Linked DNA regions of Mus musculus: all the other regions are linked to region 3. The links are chromatin contacts, called in public promoter capture Hi-C maps. All regions are on one chromosome and are shown on one strand. Each heading gives the region's core, a stretch centred on a gene start, on an enhancer-like site or on the middle of the called end of the contact. The rest is flanking DNA. Distances are from core to core; before and after follow the strand shown. Region 1 holds the start of Ppa2 (pyrophosphatase (inorganic) 2). Region 2 holds the start of Tet2 (tet methylcytosine dioxygenase 2). Region 3 overlaps Tbck (TBC1 domain containing kinase).

Region 1 (3,071 bases), core at 20-2,519, 560 kb before region 3:
CCAGTGAGGCCCTGTCTCAAAATAATACAAAAAAAAAAAAAAAAAAAGAGTTTAAGCTAGGTTTGCTCCTTTATCACAAAATAATCTTCAACCTTCAGCTCCAGAAAAGTAACTGTAAAAATCAAAGTACAGTTATTAATGATTTCAAGTTATACTATAAGTCCGGTGACTTCTTTGAACATACATAGCCGCTTCTGCAGCCCTATCTTATAGGGGAAAAAAATTCTAATACTTAGCAAGTTAAGACACTCATCCAGCATGGGGGTCTCGGAACAAGATTTAGCTTCACCTCTTCAGGGCGGAACCTCCTAAGAGGTGTGCACAAGCCTTGACATTGCAACCGCTCCGCTACCTGGTATTAAGTAAAGGAGGCCTGAAAGCAACCCATCTACGTGGCTATTTTCACGCGATTGTTAACGAGACCTACAGAGTGAAAAGAAAAAGGAAAGTGGCCAGGAGCTTTTCTGTCTTTGGCGTCAGCCCAGGGCAGCCCAGACGGCCCTCTTTCTAGGTTTTGCTCAACGTACAGGGCAAGAAAAGGCACCACATTCTCGCCAGAACGCCGGCCAATCTCCTGCTTGTGGATGGCATTCAGGGTGCAAACTTTTAGGTTAAAAACTCAGTTGACTGTTGCTGTTTTTAAGTTAACCTTACCAAACAAAAGGTTTCGTGATGGCGTTGTGCACACAAGCCTATCCCAGCGCCTGGCTCACATTCTCCTCCCACTTCCTCCCTGCCTGTACGCCTGCGCTGACAGCAAGGTCGCGGTCGCAGGCAAACTCGCTTTCGGAGTGAAGACCCCGGTCCCCAAAGTTCTGCGGCCGTACGGAGGCGGATGGGCTTAGCAGCGCCCAGGAGGCGGCGCGGGCGAGCGGCGGGCCACGGCGCGGAGGTCAGCGGGAGGAGCTCAGCGCCGCGGGCCGGCTGCGGTCGCTGCAGAGGGCGGTTGGCCCCGCGCCACCCTGCGCACCGAGACCGGTCCCCTCCGCAGCGGGCTTGGGCGCGGGCTGCGGACCCGGCCGGGCAGAGCAAGGCAGGGCAGGGCACGGCGCCGCGGCCCCTCCGCCGGCCGGCGCGGAGCTGGGCGAACGACTTACTGAAGAACAGGCGGTAGTCCTGCGAGCGGGGATGGCCCAGCTCCTCCGTGCGGTACAGGGACATGACGCGGCGCGGAGGGCGGGCGGCGGCCCCCACGCGCCACCCTCGGCCGACGCTCAGCAGCGGCAGCAGCGCGCGCATGGCGGACGGTCTGCGAGAACCGCAGGGTCGGTGCTGGGCCCGGCGCGGCCGCTCGACGGCGCCCCCTGCCGCCCGGAGCCCGCACTGCCTCCCCGCGGTCGGCCTCAAGTGGCATCAAGTCCCACCCTCTTCTGCATTCCTGGGGCCACCTACCTCTCCACTTTGCTCCACAAGCCCTCAGAGGCCGAAGACCATCAAGACAAGGACCTTAGAAGCCCCAGGAATTCACCACCACGCACCCACTCACACACTGTCAGTGTCTGCGGTCAGACTTTGATTACATTAATGTAGCACTTGGTTGCATGCATACCTCCAGAAATTTCTAAAGGAACATCCAAGCCGGAAGGAGGGAGTGTACACACACGCGCGCGCGCGCGCACACACATACACACACACACACACACACACACACGACTATAATGTATAATGATCGAGCGTCCTTGTGAAGACATCTGACACAGATTTATCCTAAATCTGTAATTCCCTCAAACGCCACTTCCTCCATAAGGCCCTTTAATATTTAACCCAAGTACAGGTAACTTTTAACTTCTCTGCAATTGCATACTTCACAAGTATTTCTGTCTGGTCCGGTGGCCACAACTAGTTACAACAGCAGTCTTTGCAGTCTGGTCCAGTAACAACGGGAGCTGTGGTTCTAAGGAAGGAACCAACCATTGCCCTTTTCTGTAGACCAGTTGATTGGGAAGACCTCACTGGAATGGTCTTCCGGACCTCTACCAGTTTCTGCTCCAACTGTGAGCAAGGCTCACATCCTCACCTACTGGGTTCTTTCTGCATCTAAATTGTGACAGTTAAAACCCAAACTGGTTTTACCCAGGTTTCAGAAAGGATCTCTTAGAGGTGCCACTAGCCACTTAGACATTGCTTAGCCTAGTCTCTAAAAAATTTTGACATTAGTGGCTTTGTAACACGTCAACATGATTAGGCGGAGTTGCAAGCTAAGTTGTCCTATAAAAAATGGAAACATTTCCTTCCTGCGTTTATTTCATTGATTTATATGATTCTGCCTATGTTAAAAAAAGAAAGCTTAAAATTTCACCTAAACTTCAAATATTGGATATTTGAGAAAGAAATTCCTACTGAAACAAGGTTCTGGGCTGTCTAATAGTCTAGATTCTTAAAATTAGCATCAAATTCCGGGTATGTGATTTAGGAACATATTACTTTATGGCATTAAAAAGAAATGGCTTGATTTTGAACATATAAAATCTCATCTTTCATTTTCTATAATTTACTGAAATACCTGTGGATCAAAACCGAATATACAATACATGTTATGAGAACAAAGTTGGCTTACTGGTTAATTTTAAAATACAAATTTCTGAAGATATTTATTCAACAATAGTTGTCCATTTCAAATGTAGACATTTGGAACCTAACTCGCTGAATTTCCTCTGTGGACATCTGTCACTATCATGTAGCAAGTGTGGGGGTTTGAATAGGTAAGGCCCCCATAGACTTATGTGTTTGAATTACATAGGGAGTGGCACTATTAGGAGGTGTGGTCTTGTTGGAGGAAGTGTATCACTGTGGGGGCCTGGCTTTGAGGTCTCCTGTATCCAAGCTCCGCCCAGTGTGGAACACAGTCTCCTCCTGACTGCCTTCCAATCAAGATGTAGAACTCTCAGCTTGTCTAGTATGGCTGCCTGCATGCTGCCATATTTCCTTCCATAGTAATAATGGACTGAACCTCTAAAACTGCAAGCTACTCTCAATTAAATGCTTTCCTTTATAAGAGTCGCCTTGGTCATAATGTCTCTTCACAGTAATGATGAAATTAAGACAGTAAGTGTGTGTCTTAATTTTTAATT
Region 2 (3,060 bases), core at 535-3,034, 800 kb before region 3:
AGATCACACCTTGGTAACTGTTTCTAAATGGAAGAAACATTGTTTCCTTAGAACTTACTTTAGGCAATCTTCTCTGCAACAATGTAACACAGAGTAACAATGTGCCACATAGAGGTCCTGGCCTTTCCTGTGTGAGTACATACATCTATGAGATTTTACAAAGAGGAAGTGTTTACATTTCATGAAATTAAGGGAAAATGTTATGGCTATTTGCTTCTTCTTCTTCCTTCCTTCCTTCCTTCCTTCCTTCCTTCCTTCCTTCCTTCTTCTTCCTCCTCCTCCTCCTTCTTTTCTCTCTCTCTCCTTTCTTTTCCTTCCTTTCTTCTTGAAACAATCTAACTACAATACCCAGCTAAATTCAAACTGTCAGACATCCTACTGCCTCAGACTTCTAAATGCTGTGATTGCAGGTCTGCTCTTTCTTTTCAAAATTTATGTGGTGTGTGTGTGTGTGTGTGTGTGTGTGTGTGTGAGAGAGAGAGAGAGAGAGAGAGAGAGAGAGAGAGAGTTAGAGAGAGAGTTAGTTGGTTCCAGGCCTCATTTCTAAAGAACACCCACCCACACACACACACAAAGAAAGGGTGCATTACAGACAATATAATAGTGTTAAAGTAGACTTAAGGTTGCTGTGAACGCAACCGATCCCACAGAAGAGGTTCCCAGATTACCTATTAAAACGTAACATTCAGTGACTGAAAACTTGAAGACAGGAGGAGGGTGGGTGGATGTGTGAGCACAAATTTCCTAAACTACTGTCTCATGATTCCTATGAATTTGCCTCGATCTCATCTTCAAAAGTTAATAATTACCAAAAGGAACATTTAAAATGTAAGTTTAAAAAACGGAAGTGCCAGCAGAAGAGCTGGTGCGCACAAGCCTTGAACTTCAGGGAAAACTGAGCGCTCTCTGCTTGTTCGGAATTCAGCTTCCCACAAGGCGGTTTCTTCATTACTTTACCGTACGGAGTGGAAATTTGTGCAAAATAGAGGAACTTACGGGGGCGCCTTGAACATTAGAAACTGCTGGCTTAATTCTTTCGAGTGACAAGCAGGGGCTCGGTGACACCGCTCCTCTGGGCTCTGCGAGACAGCACCCCCTGCGCGGCCCACGTGGCCAAAGTAAACAGAAGGTGGGCCTGGGCGGGGAGAGCCCCGGCGCCGCCGGATTGCTGCAGAGTGGAGACTTTAGCGCCCAGGCCCCTCTAGCTCTCCCGGCACGGCCTTTGGGGAAATGGGGAGCGGCTTGGCTGGGCGACAGGGAAGGGGGTGGCAGGGTGTGGGGGCGAGTGGGGAGACGACTGGTGAGGTGCTGGCAGCGGGAGCGCGGGGAGCCAGGGGCCCCTGGAGCGCGCAGGAGGGCGCAGAGTTTCCAAGTGCCTACGCGGCCCCCGCGGGAGACAGAGGCGCGGAGGCCGCCCACGCGTGGGTGTGCGGCCGGCGGCACCCGGGGCTCAGGAAAGGCCGGGGAGGAGCCGAGCAGAGGAGGTCCCCTAGCCCCCCGCGAGGGAGTGAGCGCGCAGCCGGGACTCGCCGCGCCCCCGCGAGGGAGCGAGCGCACGGCCCCGGGTCCCGCCGCGTCCCCGCGAGGGAGCGAACGCACGGCCCCGGGTCCCGCCGCGCCTCCGCGAGGGAGCGAGCACACGGCCCCGGGTCCCGCCGCGTCCCCGCGAGGGAGCGAGCGCACGGCCCCGGGTCCCGCCGCGCCTCCGCGAGGGAGCGAGCGCACGGCCCGCTCCCGCGCTCGCGCCCGCTCCGCTCGCATGCCAGTCACGTCCGCCCCCTCGGCGGCCGCCTGAGAGCCGGCCCCGCCGAGCCTAGAGAACAGACGTCAAACTGCCTTATGAATATTGATGCGGAGGCGAGGCTGCTTTCGTAGAGGAGCAGAAGGAAGCAAGATGGCTGCCCTGTAGGATTTGTTAGAAAGGAGACCCGGCTGCGACGGCGGTGGACTGCGAGGCTGAGGGACCAGAACCAGGTCAGAGCGCTGAGGTCCGCGCCTGTCTCTCTCTCTCTCTCTTTCTTTCCTCGCTCTTGACGGCTGCGGAATGGTCCCTTTCCAATCTCCCTCTCTTTCTCTCGGCCTTGCGGGGACTGTCATGTCACCCACAAATACTAAGAGGGAAGAGGGAAGCCTCACAAATTACAGGAGCTTCTTCAACATGGCTGACAAATATAGTTTTAATTCAGCACCCCCTTCTCCTGCGACCTGCACTTCTGTGGTCCCTTCTTCCTGCTAATGCGTGTCTCCCCTCTGTACCCAGAAAACTTACCTTTGTACCTCCCACCAGCCGCTCTTCTGGCCTTTTAGTCTCAGGAAAGTGAGTGTTTTCTTGGGGCTGCCTTCCTGAAAGAGTTCATCTTTGGGGACCACCACTTTCTCTTTTGATCCTCCTCTCCCCTGTTCTTAGTATAAGTCCAGGGAGCCCCTAGTTCATCCTCAGACACCCCGGAAAGAACACTGACCCGGTGTGTTTGACTCTTTTATCTCCAGTAGTGCTTGTTTGGGTCCTGTTCTGGGTTTGTGTCTCTGGCTTCCAACACGTTTGTCCCCTCGTGGACTACACTAGACAGATGTCACAGTGTGTAGATTCAGGATCCACTACGTGGAGGGCTTTTTTTTTTTTTTCCATTCTTTCTTTTTTTCTCTTGAGTCCTCGCGTTTTGTTATTGGCGCTAAGTGAGAGGGGAAAGAATAGTTTCTCTGCTCCCTGAAACAAGACCAGAACCCACTTTTCTCAAGGTTCACAAGCTCAGAGTGGGCTGTGCCTTCCAGTTTGGGAAATGTGTGTAAGAGAATCTGTGCAAATCTGTGTGTTGGCTTTGTGCTGCCCCCGAATCAGCTCGTTCTGTTCCCCTTAAGTGACAGGCACACACAAAGGCAGGCGCAGGCCGGGGGAGGGGGCGGGCGAAGCGTTTGGAGTTGGAGAAGGCAAGGTCAGGGGCGCCCGAAGAAATGAAACCCAATCCCAGAGAAGATCTCTAACAAGTCCCATCCCAAATTTCCTTCACTCTGGCACTCACTCTTTTATTTGGTCGTTCACAAACACCCCTCCTCACTCTT
Region 3 (2,775 bases), core at 260-2,759:
CTTCTCCTGCCTCTACTGCTAAATCCAGATTGAAGCCACCCCATCACACACCCACTTACTCCATAGCTATGACTAATCTACGACACTCTATCCTTATCTGTTCTTGAATTTCAGCCAATGAGATGTCAGAGTGATCTTGTTATGTTACACCATGGGTCACCATTCTATTCAAAAGCATCTTGTTTCTTTGTGATGATGAAATAAAGCCAGTGGTGATAATATATGTATAACACTCAAAATGCTCTCCCCTTCAGTTCCTGCTATGTGGCCTCACCATGCTCCACTCACAGTGGCTATTCCCTTAACATCTCTAGTGTATCCCTCCCACCCAGGCTGGAGCTTGCTGTTGCTTGCTTGTTATTTCATTTTTATAAGGAACTGACTTCAAACCACCTTTCCTGAGAGCTTTTCCTGGCAATCTCATTTAAAAATTCAACTCTTCCTCCATTCAAACACTTAACACATATGTCCAAATTCAGTTCTTCATTTCTCTAGAATTTACCAATATATACTGAATATATCACATTGTCTATTTTTTATATCTTTTTTCACAATATCTACTTATTTATTTATTTACTATGGCTTTTATTAGCAAATGGGCATTGTAAACGATTTTTTATTTCCTTGCCTTTTAACCTTTTATATTTCTATTAAGAAGGATGAGTGATGTGCACCACAGGAAGCCGAGGGATCCGATCCCTGGTACTGGAGTTGACAGGCTCTGAGTCACCATGTGAGGACTGGGCAGAGAACTTGGGTCCTCTGCAGGAGTTCTCAACTGCCAAGCCACCTCTCCAGCCCCATCACTTTTTATCATATACTTCCACAAAAACATGAGGGAAAACGTTTTTTAACCCCTGTCCTTTAATGTATTCAGGGTATAGAGGCAACCAAATATCTGTTTGAACAATGAAGGAAGCACACAATGGAGCTATCAGAGTACAGAAGCAAAGGCTCCTGAGATCATGCCCTCCTGAGAAGTCTTCAAAGAAGCAAGAAAGGACGAGGAAAGGAGTTCATGCTGACTACTCTGTCCGGAAGAACATTATCACACTAAGCAGCAGGAAGCACAGGAAGTGTCCCCACCTCGAGCTCTACAGACGCACGCATTGATGACAGGTGATGACAGGTGCGTTAAAGAGTTTACTCGAGTAGCGGGAAGCATGTGCAGTGATAAGGCAGAGACTTGCAGGCACTGTTACCAGCATTCCTCGCACGCACGAGATGCCTCTTAGCGACACAACTGAGACTAGAGACATGTAATAACGATACGTGAGACACAATTCCTCTATTCTTTCTATGTCCCTTTTCCATTTTAAATTCCTTCCTTCCTTCCTTCCTTGCTGAGAGAGGGAAGGGGAAGCTTGGACTTAGGGATTGACGCCAAGGCCCGAGTCTTTCAAGAACATCCTCAGCCTTCCTTTACCTTTAGTTTCAGACAGGCTCTTACTAAGTTGTCTAGGCCCAAAGCCCTCTGTAACAAAGGAAAGTCCTGAACTTTTGCATCTTTTGCCTCAACCTCCCAAGTAGCTGTATGACAAGACTTGTTCTGTGAGGCCCAGAGTACTTTATATATATTGCCTTACATAATTTCTCAAGCTGTTTTACAGTTTTAAGAATATGAACTAATACTGAAATAATTTTGAACAATAGAAAGATTTTATTTTTTAATGGTTCTAAGTGTTTAAATATTAGGCTATAAATATAAAAATACACATAGTTTCTGTTACTTTTCTAAGTTAGATGCTAAAACCAATAAAAAGTTATACATTTTTTGAGTATTCGTCCAATCGCAAATGTTAGCCTGACCTGACAATGTACTTGTCTGTAGCTGTCAGCTTAGTAAATGCTGCCCCCTAGCAACAGCAAGCAAGAACTGGCAAGCGCTCACTAGAGCTGTAGAATGCTGGAGAAACAGCAGCAGGTTGGGTCCTAAGGATTTCACTACACTGTTGATTATCTGAAAATGATAGTTGTTTCTTCTTTGAAATCAGAGATATGGCACCTTTTATAAATCTGTATTTTCTTAAAATATTAATGATCTCAGTAGAATTATGTTGCATTTATTTTAGCCACATAGGAATTATTTTATCATTACCAATAAGCTATTTGTAATTGTATTTAAAAACACAAGAGTAACAAGACAACACAGGAACGAGATTTGTTATTCTAAGGTTGCCTTGCAAGCAGCAAGGCTGAGAACCAGATGCACCTGGATAGGAACTTCCTTGTACCCTGACACACGATGGAAGCAGGAAGTGTGGAGGAGACAGAAAAGAGAATGCCAGGGTAATTCATAAGGACTCTCCCAGTCTGTAAGTCTGTCTCACAAGTATGATATATAAATTCTCAAAAGTGTGAGCATGGCATCCTTAGGCTCCAGTCACTGTTTTCACTGGATTGAGGTTTATGTTAATAGTGCAAAGGCATGAGTGGACAGCACTGCAGAAATCATGACAATGGCCCAAGGTAGAACAGTTATGTTTGTAAGGGGTACAATTATGGGTCCTTTACAGTTCTTCCCTAACAATTTGTGAGATGACTTAGGAGGCAGGAAACTATGCTCTGGTCTAAACTGTGGGGGAGCTGGATAGTCGCTTGAGCTATGAGACTACAAGGTGCTTTCTTCAAGAGATACTATTTTTACTTGAAAGAATGACAGGCAAATAATACTTTAAAGCTTGGGTATTTGATCAATATTTTTTTTAAAAAAATGAGCAAAATAAGCTTGTTATTTCAAGAAACAGCTTGAGCTGAGATGAAAATTATAATATT

Evidence for each region. Promoter capture Hi-C pulls out the DNA fragments that hold promoters and counts their contacts.
Region 1: a promoter capture Hi-C map of the HPC-7 cell line shows a contact between it and region 3, with 19 times the contacts expected there. The contact joins the promoter of Ppa2 here to the enhancer-like site in region 3. A contact is called at or near these places in 21 of 39 promoter capture datasets (the 3T3-L1 cell line, 3T3-L1-derived adipocytes, the C10 cell line and 14 more), 9 of 484 Hi-C or Micro-C datasets (B cells, the HPC-7 cell line, cortical neurons and 3 more) and 3 of 115 datasets of contacts at active chromatin or transcription factors (embryonic stem cells and pancreatic cancer cells).
Region 2: a promoter capture Hi-C map of the HPC-7 cell line shows a contact between it and region 3, with 5 times the contacts expected there. The contact joins the promoter of Tet2 here to the enhancer-like site in region 3. A contact is called at or near these places in 10 of 39 promoter capture datasets (the 3T3-L1 cell line, the C10 cell line, the HPC-7 cell line and 6 more).

Annotation. Positions count from the first base shown.
Region 1 is chr3:133,308,308-133,311,378 of GRCm38.p6, reverse strand. Ppa2 (pyrophosphatase (inorganic) 2) reads right to left here and starts at 1,269. Exons shown (of 12, transcript NM_146141.2): 1 at 1,098-1,269. The coding sequence starts at 1,239.
Region 2 is chr3:133,543,114-133,546,173 of GRCm38.p6, reverse strand. Tet2 (tet methylcytosine dioxygenase 2) reads left to right here and starts at 1,784. Exons shown (of 11, transcript NM_001040400.2): 1 at 1,784-1,974.
Region 3 is chr3:132,746,310-132,749,084 of GRCm38.p6, reverse strand. All of the region lies in intron 20 of Tbck (TBC1 domain containing kinase), which reads right to left. Among named protein-coding and RNA genes, the nearest start is that of Gm30294, 30 kb to the left of the region's middle. Within about 2 kb of position 1,509, at least 9 of the 459 cell types and tissues checked have an H3K27ac peak or open chromatin away from gene starts, as enhancers often do. A contact at or near this core is called in the HPC-7 cell line, where this site is marked.